Linked DNA regions of Mus musculus: all the other regions are linked to region 2. Evidence: chromatin contacts called from public Hi-C and HiChIP or PLAC-seq data. All regions are on one chromosome and are shown on one strand. Each heading gives the region's core, a stretch centred on a gene start, on an enhancer-like site or on the middle of the called end of the contact. The rest is flanking DNA. Distances are from core to core; before and after follow the strand shown. Region 1 has its middle 81 kb from the start of Gm41257. Region 2 has its middle 12 kb from the start of Gm41259. Region 3 has its middle 82 kb from the start of 5430437J10Rik. Region 4 overlaps 5430437J10Rik (RIKEN cDNA 5430437J10 gene).

What was found. A called contact is a pair of places that touch in the nucleus more often than the background predicts. HiChIP or PLAC-seq counts read pairs in DNA pulled down with a chosen protein or histone mark.
Region 1: a Hi-C map of bone marrow-derived macrophages shows a contact between it and region 2, with 8 read pairs. The contact joins two enhancer-like sites. A contact is called at or near these places in 2 of 484 Hi-C or Micro-C datasets (bone marrow-derived macrophages and muscle stem cells) and 1 of 115 datasets of contacts at active chromatin or transcription factors (embryonic fibroblasts).
Region 3: an H3K4me3 HiChIP or PLAC-seq map of bone marrow-derived macrophages shows a contact between it and region 2, with 4 times the contacts expected there. The contact joins two enhancer-like sites. A contact is called at or near these places in 2 of 484 Hi-C or Micro-C datasets (bone marrow-derived macrophages and embryonic fibroblasts) and 2 of 115 datasets of contacts at active chromatin or transcription factors (bone marrow-derived macrophages and embryonic fibroblasts).
Region 4: a contact with region 2 is called in a Hi-C map of adipose-derived mesenchymal stem cells, with 2.4 times the contacts expected there. The contact joins two enhancer-like sites. A contact is called at or near these places in 3 of 484 Hi-C or Micro-C datasets (CD4 T cells, adipose-derived mesenchymal stem cells and cortical neurons) and 4 of 115 datasets of contacts at active chromatin or transcription factors (the NIH/3T3 cell line, bone marrow-derived macrophages, embryonic fibroblasts and 1 more).

What each region holds. Positions count from the first base shown.
Region 1 is chr15:5,334,649-5,337,348 of GRCm38.p6, reverse strand. No RefSeq gene overlaps it. Among named protein-coding and RNA genes, the nearest start is that of Gm41257, 81 kb to the right of the region's middle. Within about 2 kb of position 1,363, at least 7 of the 459 cell types and tissues checked have an H3K27ac peak or open chromatin away from gene starts, as enhancers often do. A contact at or near this core is called in bone marrow-derived macrophages, where this site is marked.
Region 2 is chr15:6,055,692-6,058,391 of GRCm38.p6, reverse strand. No RefSeq gene overlaps it. Among named protein-coding and RNA genes, the nearest start is that of Gm41259, 12 kb to the right of the region's middle. Within about 2 kb of position 1,366, at least 72 of the 459 cell types and tissues checked have an H3K27ac peak or open chromatin away from gene starts, as enhancers often do. A contact at or near this core is called in the NIH/3T3 cell line, adipose-derived mesenchymal stem cells and bone marrow-derived macrophages, where this site is marked.
Region 3 is chr15:5,413,328-5,416,027 of GRCm38.p6, reverse strand. It overlaps the pseudogene Gm46496. Among named protein-coding and RNA genes, the nearest start is that of 5430437J10Rik, 82 kb to the left of the region's middle. Within about 2 kb of position 1,362, at least 78 of the 459 cell types and tissues checked have an H3K27ac peak or open chromatin away from gene starts, as enhancers often do. A contact at or near this core is called in bone marrow-derived macrophages, where this site is marked.
Region 4 is chr15:5,538,423-5,541,122 of GRCm38.p6, reverse strand. 5430437J10Rik (RIKEN cDNA 5430437J10 gene) reads right to left here. Exons shown (of 5, transcript NR_045274.2): 2 at 1,398-1,498. Among named protein-coding and RNA genes, the nearest start is that of 5430437J10Rik, 43 kb to the right of the region's middle. Within about 2 kb of position 1,377, at least 93 of the 459 cell types and tissues checked have an H3K27ac peak or open chromatin away from gene starts, as enhancers often do. A contact at or near this core is called in the NIH/3T3 cell line, adipose-derived mesenchymal stem cells and bone marrow-derived macrophages, where this site is marked.

The DNA of each region.
Region 1 (2,700 bases), core at 114-2,613, 720 kb after region 2:
CATTGGACTTACAAACTTTATATGCCCCAGTACAGGGGAACGCCAGGGCCAAAAAGGGGGAGTGGGTGGGTAGGGGATTGGGGGGGGGGGTGGGTATGGGGGACCTTTGGGATAGCATTGAAAATGTAAATGAGGAAAATACCTAATAAAAAATAAATAAATAATGTGTGCATCTACTAAATAGATCAAGAAATATAAAGTATAAACACATCAGAAGGCATAGGCTTAAATCTCTCTATGAATGAAATTTTCAAGTGCAATCGTCCCAGACAGCAGATGCCTGAAAGCCTTCTGAACCAGACAACTCATTGTTTGGGGGCTGCCTACTCCCTACCCTTTAAGTAGGGTGCCCAAACACCGCAGTTTGACCTGAAAAGTCCCAGCTTCTACATTTTATCCCAATTACTGCACAGTTATCACCAGTCTGAGATGATCCTGATTTGAGCACTAACACATATGTCACCCCATTCACACAGATAGACTGCCCACAGCAAGGGGGCCCGCCTGATGTTTGTCTTCCTGTAAATGTGTTACTCCTTCTTTCAACTGTGCCCCTGTTGTCACACGTTGGTGCTGTATGTGTGGTTGGACACTTACAAGTGAGTATAATGTCTGCACTTGTACACTCTACAAGTAAGCCAGAAAATTCTTCAAGTTATTAAATAGTATTACTTAGTAGGAAATAATAGTAATGATAATAAATGGGATTGACACATTGAACATCAAGGACAATATCGGGTTCTAATATTTATTAGAACTTATCATTATACCATATAACACAATGACCTCAACCTATCTATGGATAATATAGTTCCTTTAAAGTTAAAAAAAAAGTATAAAATAAAATGAAAATTTACCACCTTGACATTTAATAAAAGGGAGAAAGGCATGTTCCTTTATTACAACCATTTGGAAGAAATTCCTATGAGTCTCGGCTAGAAAATGATTTATTTGATGAACACATTAACTTTGTGGTCTTTCTTGTTCTGGGGATCATTAAGGTAAAGGCAGAGATGTTATTAGGTATTAAAATTTAAAACAAATTGTTTCACTTTGAGTTTTACCAGGTAGTTTTGCTTTTAATGTTGATAGAGTATGCTAAACAAATGTACACAGTTTAAATGTTCCAAGTTTCTTCTTAGTATTGGCAGAAAGAAGCATGCTTTATAAATAAGTCACCTTCAGCAGAAGAGAGGGAGGGGAGGGGCACAGAGACTCCGGGGGATCATTACTTAGTGAGGCATGATAAGGGACAAGTCCTGCTAGCTCCCAGGGTGATAAAAACGTAACTGCTTTATACTGTGTTGTATATCATCAGATTCCTTCCTCTTTTCCCAAGTAGTCCCCTGACTCACATATTAATATTCTGAGTCATTTCAAAACATAGCAGACAAGGGAGGAGATATTAATAATAAATGATTCTCCTCCCAAGTTCTCCACACGATGCCTGTTCTTGCACAACATCCCTTGAAGGAGGATAAGGATGCTTATCACTGTTCCTGCTCTGTGTTTAAAGACGCCACAGGGAAAGCAGAATACATTATTATATGTGGTGGCATCTCAATTCTTATCCTTCTGTGTGAAGAAAAACTGAAAGGTGATATAGAGGGAGAATTTAAACTGATCACGTAAGAGACTGGGGGTGTACTTGTGCAGTAGGGCACGTGCTGAGCTTGCAGAGGGCCAATCCTCAGCACCACAAAATGAAATAGTGATTTGGGTGTTTGAAATGAAAACTCTTTTAATACATATAATAAAGCATGCATCCCAATTCCTATCTTATAATGTTATTTGTGCACATAGTTATAATACATATATTATACACACACATTTAACATTCGTAAAATGAAATCGTCCTATACATTTAATTTTATAATATATTCCTCTCAGATTATAATACATTGTAAATAACATCCATCTACATCAGTATTTGAGACAACTGTAATAAAATTGATGTATACATGTATCCTAATGAGTAAGGATACATTCCTCATTGGGGGAAAGTTTACATAAAATCCACACATGTATATACATTTTTGAAAAATAAAGATGAGATCGGATAGAAATCCCATTAAGAGGGATGCTCTGTATGCATGAGGACCTGAGCTTATATCCCCAGAACCCACATAAAAAGTCAGACATGACGGGAACTGATGCAATCCCAGAACCTAATGGAGGGGATGTGGTAGAGACAGGAGGATACCAAGTGGTACCCAAGGAGTCAACCCAGCCTAAACAACAAGCTTCCATCTTGGTGAAATACTCTGTCTCAAGGCAGAAAAGCAGAGTGATGAAGAAAGACACCCGATATCCTGTTGTGACTTCCACATGTACCTTCCTTTGTTGACACACTGCACACTGAGGTGCACACAATACACACACGTGCACACATGCACGCACATGCACACATGAACAAATAAAGAAATCCCTAATAACAATGTAATTTGATTACCTCCACCAAAAGATTATTGAGAACCTGTAATCCAGTGAATGTATTAATAATATCATGCATGGGACACAGAGTCCTTCTATTCAAGGACCAAAAACTCAGGGAAAGTGAGAAAAGAAACCAGAAGTTGCAATTCTAACCATATTCCTGAATATGTCATGTATTCATTTTCTTTACAACTGGAGAAAAATCCATTGTGTATATATAATATGTTCTCCTTATTCATTTGTCCGGGGGAAACCATCTAGTCT
Region 2 (2,700 bases), core at 117-2,616:
TTGGTAGACGACAACAACGGGCAATTGAATGCCTCCAACCAACAACTTAAGTTTCCCATGCCTACCACTGGGGATTCTGCTAGTCTAAAGCTGTTAGGGCCAGAATTATCACCCTGTGTGGCACACACACACACACACACACACACACACACACACACACACACCCCACAGACACACTATGTTGATAAAATCTTTCCAAAGGCTGAATTCTTGTTGGAAGTTTATGTGTAGTTATGGCCCAGATGAGTGTACTCTATTGAATATTTAAAGGTTTTTTAATAAACGTCTCCCCCTGAAGTTTTAACTTCTGAAGTGGTAAGTTATTCAGAGGACATTTTAAATGATTTTAGTCTATATGTTCTGGTTTTACAAAGTACTCTTTTCTTCTTGTTAGGTTTTGGGTTTTTAGGCTTTTGTAAAATCTCATTATACTTTGACTTAATTAATATTAATTTGTTGACATCACACATACTGTGGGATCAAATTTATATTTTGCAATCATGAGAGAGAGAGAGAGAGAGAGAGAGGGAGAGAGAGAGAGAGAGAGAGAGAGAGAGAGAGAGAGAGAGAGAGAGAGAGAGAGAGAGAAAGAATTATCTAGAACATTGGGAATTTAATTTATCCTGTGAAGTATGTTGTCCTTACCTCACTTTTTCTGTAACAGTACTAGCTTGATTTATGACCAACTTTTCTTGTTAGCCAAAATATCGAAATCTTTCTTGGATTTCTATGTTTAGAAATATACACATGCAAAAGTCATTTGCTGTCTGCCACAGAAGAAAAGACTCTGAAAAAGACTGAGCTAGCACATTATAATTCCTTCTCTTAAAGTCGGGAGTCGGTAGGAAGGGAAAGGGCGCTCAACAGATGTAGAGAAATTTGGTGAAGAAGTAGAGATAAAGACTCCTTGTGACCTGCACATCCCTAGCCTTGCTTGGACACATCAGTACAGGGGAACGCCAGGGCCAAGAAGCAGAAGTGGGTGGGTAGGGGAGCAGGGCGGAGGGAGGGTATAGGGAAATTTTGGGATAGCATTTGAAATATATCTAAAGAAAATATCTAATAAAAACAAAAGAAAAATGAAAATAGCGCCCCAGGAGCTCTGAGAAGTTCCTGATGTGTTTCCCATATCCAGCCCCCAGATAATTAGCTAATATGAAGCACTCACATGGTTCATTGGGAGTTGGCAGCACTTTGTTCGCTCTCCCCACAGCAACCCCCGCCCACCCCCCTCTGCCCTGTTGTTACTGCCACTGCTGCAGCAGCTGCTGCCTCCGAAATAGCTTGAGTCTGAAGTCAGCCTGGCTGTGGTCATATTTCTTCAGCTAGAGGATATTGTGAAAGCCTGCCACTACAGTAACAGATGAGTGTTCTGCAGGTCATGCTGGAAAACAATGAGCTAGTGACAGAGGCTCCCGCAATTGCAATCTGAGGCATTAAGCCTGTGTGAATCCTGAGTCAGGTCCCAGATCAGACTTTACATCCCTTGCTCCCTGGCACTGCGACTGGCAGGATCCACAGGTGGGCAGGTGTTTTGTTCTAAGTTAAAAAAAAAAAAAATCCCCTACACTAGGTAATCGAGCCTCCACAGGACCAAGGGCCTTTCCTGCCATTGATGCCCCACAAGGACATCCTCTGCCACATATGCACCTAGAGACATGGGTTCCCCCATGTGTACTCTGGTTGATGGTTTAGTCCCTGGGAGCTGGGGGGTGGGAGGTGGAGGAGGCTCATTGGTTGATGTCCTATGGGGTTGCAAACCCCTTTCAGCTCCTTCAGTCCTTCCCCTAACCTCCATTGGGGTCCCCGTGCTCAGTTTTGGCTGTGTGCAACCGCATCTGTATTGGCCAGACTCTGGCAGAGCCTCTCAGGAGTGCTAAGGAGGTGAGGTGGGAGTGGGTGGGTGAGCACCCTCATAGAAGCACGGGGAAGGGGATGGGAGAAGGGGTTTGCGGAGTGGAAACTGGGAAAGGGGATAACATTTGAAATGCAAATAAATAAAATATCAAATAAAAAAATAAAAGGAAAAATTATCCATTATTTTCATATTGCTGATGGATTTTATTTTTCATGAAGGTCAGGGTTCAATTTCCTAGGTCTTGAGTTTTGAGTCAAATATTGCCTCTTTATATTTCAAGATAACAAATGAAGTTGTACGAAACTTATTCAGATCTTTCTGAGTAAGAAGAAAACCAACCAAACCAAACCAACCAACCAAACAAAAAACCCTTAAAAACCCAAACCAAACCAAACCAAACCAACCAACAAACAACAACAATAAAAACAAGTAAAAAATGGAAGAAACCCCAAGGGTAGCAATTCTAGTCAGATTCAAGCTATTAACTGAAATGAATAGTAGAATCATTGCCACAGACTTGACCAGACTACATATTTTCATTTTCTTGCCACAATAGCTCAGGCAGTGATCCCAGTGTTGGCAGAATTGGCACACATGTGGCTCATATTTGGTTCGCAGATAATCCTTCTTGGTGTGTCCCCACGTGATGGAAGGAGGAAGGCTGATCTCTGGGGTCCTTATTGGCCAGAACACTGACACCCAACCCTGAGAGATTTGCCTCTTTCAGTCTCCCAAAGCCCCACTTCTTAGTGTGACTGCTTTGAAGGAAAGGATATTAATGTCGCAATTTCACACAGGTTATGAGGAGATAAAGCAGGGGAATAAAGGCACCTCACTCTTCT
Region 3 (2,700 bases), core at 113-2,612, 640 kb after region 2:
CGGTAATATATTAGTTATCAGCCACTGACTTTGTAGCCTACTACTGGTGTGTAAATCTAAAGGCAAGGAAAAAGCTAACTTCGAATCTGAAAGAGAACAAGTGCTTTGCTCTGTTGAAGCTGAGAAAGAATGAACCACAGCAAACTGTTCCTGACAACAGTCTCCAAGAAAAGAATAAATAAGAAATAAGTTGGGGTGTTTTTCAACTTATTGTTTTGAGCCAATGTTTTATATTTGTTTTTCAAGCCCAAACTCAATTTCAAACGTAAACAAGTAATGTTTTTAGGAATAGGAAACATTAATTCACTTTCTTTCTGGTACACAAAGAACATTAGCCCCTATAAAAATGCCTTGGATCATTGCTTTTTCAATAAAACACTAAAAACTTGAGCCAGGCTTGACTCACATTCTCATTAGCATCCTGGGTTTATTGACCACTGTCCACATTCTTTTTAAGCTCTTTTGAATCCAGAGAGAACTTACCAGATGTTAAATGTTCAAATCAGTCACTCTAATAAAATTTCACCTAAGGAAGGCCCAACCCCACAGTTAAACCTGATAAGGCCACCCCAGAGATTCCCCAGTGATCATGAGAGCAATGAAGAGGGCAGAAAGCATAGCCTCTCCCCCCATCCCCACCCCAAAAAATCTCCTTTCAAAAACCCTCTCATCTAAACCCATCATTTCTGGTTCTTTCTCCTTTTGCAATATAATAAAGTTAATACAAGTTTGAAGAAAAACTATGCTGAGAGAAGCAAGTAGCTTATAAAGGATCAGAAGCTGTCAACGCACATTGAAAACTGCAGAGAAGACAGGTCGCTGTGTCCATTAAAGTCATGACTTAGGTTGTCACAAGGTCCAGAAGGAGGAAATTTCCGATGATTAATAGACTCTTGGGAAAACTACTAAGAAATGAGTCCACTGAACAGGGAACAGAATGGTTAAGAACTTGAGTTTGATTATGAACTAACCAGTACCCCGGAGCTCTTGACTCTAGCTGCATATGTATCAAAAGATGGCCTAGTCGGCCATCACTGGAAAGAGAGGCCCATTGGACACACAAACTTTATATGCCCCAGTACAGGGGAACGCCAGGGCCAAAAAGGGGGAGTGGGTGGATAGGGGAGTGGGGGTGGGTGGGTATGGGGGACTTTTGGTATAGCATTGGAAATGTAAATGAGCTAAATACCTAATAAAAAATGGAAAGAAAAATAAAAAAAAAAAAAAAGAACTTGAGTTTGAGGAATGAAATATTTTAGTAGTAGCAGTAGTATTTGTAGTAGTAGCAGCAGTGGTAGTTGTAGTAGTTGTAGTAGTCGTAGTCATAGTCGTAGTCATAGTAAACAAGGAAGTCTGTACCACAACTTCCTGTGAAAGTCATAGAGACTGACACTTAAACTTTCTGTCCTCAATCCCCAAACAAGTCACTGACGTTAGAGAAACCGGTTAATAACTGCACCTGTTGGTCCTGTGGAAATTACATAAAGACCGGTCATGCTAATAAGTAACAGTGGCATTCACTGAATGTCAGCCATTTCTAAAGTACACTCAGAGGAACTATGTTAGCCCTAAACAGTTACAGGAAGGAAAACTGAATGACAGCAATATAATCCAAGGAGCAGACACATCAGCCTCACATGAGAGAGAGCTTGTTAGAACTACAAGCTCTCAAGCCCCACCTCCTTTTACTGATGTGTAATCTGCTTTCGATACTAATGATTCCTATAAATATTAAAGATTCTGAAGCACCTGAGACCACATGGTTGGGAGTAATACATGGATATGTTCAAACTTCCAGACTTCACTCTCTGACTATTGTCTTCTCTTGCCTCTTCTCATGAAAGAGTGTATCTTATGTGCCTAGTACATAATAAGTACCATCATATTTTTTTCATTATTTTTATTAGATATTTTCTTCATTTGCATTTCAAATGCTATCCCCAAAGCCCCCTATACCTTCCCCTCACTCTCCAACCAACCCACTCCTGTTTTCTGGCCCTGGCATTCCCCTGAAGTACCATCATATTTTAAGGATGCTTTGTAAATAGCTCTATATTAAAAATGAACTTTTAATAAACTGACCTTACTCTCACCAAATACAGCACAGATAGGAATATCAACATTAAAATGGAACAGAAGGACCTAAGAAATCAAATGTCATTTCTGTAGAACTTGATAGTGAGAGAAACGTTGAGTAATGTGTCTAAGGTGAACCAGGAAATTGAGGGTGTAGTAAGGGATGGGGCTTAAGCATTGTAGGTAGGGCTGTCTATTATCATGCAATTGCTGGGTTCTTATACAGAATTTTTAAAAAAGATTTTTGAATAAGTATGCAATTAGCAGATGCCCATAGTTTCATTTTTCTGTTTAAAGTGCTCTGTCAACCATGGAGGCTACTTCTAAATGTTGATGAATACAAAATATCCTTAAAATATGCTTCTTCATAGACCAATTGCTTACTGCCCAATAGATGTATTTCATGGGTGTTTACTGGCATTTGACCAGAACATTAATGTAAAATTGGTGTTGTATACAATAAACTTTGAAGGATAGTGTAACACTCCCCCCAGCACACCAAGAAATTTTCTATGCAATGTTAATCCTTACCATTCTACCCATCTTCATAGATAACCTTTTAAAGAATGACAGTGCTTTGATCTTTTATAAATAATAACATATTCTTCTCATAACTATTTGTCT
Region 4 (2,700 bases), core at 128-2,627, 520 kb after region 2:
AGATGTCTGCAGGCTTACCTGCGGCTCCCTGCTACACAGACTGGACAGACAGGGTTTATGAAGCGATCCAGATGCTGGTGCTTGCCATTTTCCCAAAGCGACTGGAAGTCAGTTAGAGTTATCCCTACAAAGGCCACAGGCTACAAACCAGAGGACATTTTACACAGCAAAATATGGAACCAAAAGATTTACAAAAGACTCAAATGCAATCTTATCTTAAGAAATGATATCACCGTCTTCAAATATGTTCATGGAGTTCTCTCCATTTTATTCTCAGACTTACTGTAGGTCAGCTTCAATGCAAAACTTCGCCTTCCCAAGTTACTGCTTTAACAGGAAATTATGAGAATTCATTATTAATTATAAATATCTTGATATCTTCAGAATAAGTAATTATACCTACTGTAATAAAAGGAAACTAAACAAAACATTTTTTTAATCTGATCAAAAATGGTCTGCATTTAAAGGTTGCTGCCCCAATATTTAACCATCTAACCTTAATTCCTGTAGTGTTCCATATAGTAATGGAGTATACTGACCACCACAAGTTGTCCTCTAAAATATGGAACTCTCTCTCTCTCTCTCTCTCTCTCTCACACACACACACACACACACACACACACACACACATATATATATATATATATATACATATATATATATATATATATATATATACACACACACACATATATATATATACACATATGCCCCAGTAGTACAGGGGAATGCCAGGGCCAAGAAGCGAGGAGGGGGGCGGGTAATAGGGGACTTTCAGGATAGCATTTGAAATGTAAATGAAGAAAATACCTAATTAAAAAATGAAAAAATTTTTTTCAATAAAGGAAATATTTCAAGTAAGTGAGTCTGTTCACTAAATCCCAGAGAGCTAGAAAGATATATTTATATACAGAGAAAAAATTCAGCTAAATTTCACAATATTTACATAAGTTATCCTGACTATTTTATTCCATGATGAAAAGATGTGACACTTTTAGACGAAAGATGATTGTGGTGCAGTATTGCATGACACTATTCCTGAGGAAATGTTAACACATATGGACTCACCTCAAATAAGAAGTAATGACAGATCAAAGTAAGGATACCACCAAAGTCCAATTTGATGAACCAATGAGCTTAATGGAATTACTTACAGGAGTATGGGTGAAGGGTTGCATGGAGATGGAGAAAACTCATAGATAGCTGTATCAATAAAATGTTCACTCTAGCATGTGTAAACTCACCCAAGCTCAAAAATGCTAGAAAGCTGGAGGAGGGGAAGGCTCAACACATTTGATTTCAGAGAGTAATGAGTCAGCTCTGTTGGTATGAGACTCTACTAGACAGCTAACCTTGTGTAACAGTGTCTGTCAGAAGTTAACTATTGGTTGACTCACCTAGCCTGTGACCTGCTTTTCAGCAGCCTGGGGTGAAGGCAGCACTTCTTATGGAGTATCCTGAACATAGTCTTGAGTGGGCTGTGAGATGCTCACAAAGTCTGGGAAAGACAAAACAATCACATCATTGAAGAAGTCCCCCAAAGCTCCCAAGAGTCTGCCTCTTACATTGTCTTCATCTCTAAGTCAGTTATATAACCAAGTGCCTCGTGCGCCACTTCCTCATTGCTCAATGGGAAGAACGCCTGGCCACTGTGCGTTCAGATTACCATAGAGATGAATGAGGTAATGCACAGAGAGAGCACAATTTCAAAGTATTTCCTTTACCATATTTTTTTTCTGCTAAGCACTAACATTATTTGAAATTTTAGCCTTTGTTTCAATGTAGATCTATTTCCCCTGTGTTCTCCTTGTAACTAATATGTCAACCATCCTACTTGTGGTGAACACTGTTCCTTTAGTTTGTTTTTTAAATCTCTGCTGCAGAAACAACATCCTTGCTTGTTGTACAGTACCCATCATTAGAGCTGCCCCATCACTGCTCAACACTAAATACCAAAATAGGGAAAAGAAAGGCTCTTTAGCGTCATTCTACAGTTACCTAAGGAAACAGAAGAAAAGCGTTTCCCTGTATGCATGTCTTAAAGCATGGTTTCCAGACCAAATGTAATAAAAGCATAGTGGTTTGTCTTCTGAGTGCAAAAGATCCCTCCAGGCAACTTTTACCTGAAGTTTCATAAGCAAACTATATTTTCACTGTTCTTTGAGAATATTCAGAGTAATGCCTGGCTCCCAAGCCTGCCATATTTATTGAGTGAGTCAGAGCATATTAACAAATGCTGTCACAACATTCCAAACCTCCGTCCTGATAGGTTTTATTGATTAAGCAGTCATTTTCATCAAAAGCATAGACAAACCTCAAGTGTGCTTAGGGATTTATATTAGCTTACTCTCAAGGAAAATTGCTAGAGAGAAACTGTGTTGGCAGAGGCTAATTGGCTGCTTTTAACTTGAGTGATGTGCGGACGTTTGAATGTTGTAGGTACAGAGCCTAATTACAACTTACCTTGCCTATGCTTGGCTCCCTAAAGAGCTGTCTGTGTACCAGATCTAATATCCTGTGACAAGGAGCTAAATGCTTTTGGGGATACATTATCTTAACAGAACCATACTCCACACCAATCAAGAGGCTACGGCTGTTGCTCTGAGGAAGCACCTGAGGCCTGTGGCTGAGACCTCACTCTGGGCACTTTTATCTGCCTCTCTCATGTTCCCATCCATGGAGTTGAAAAAGGTCTTGATT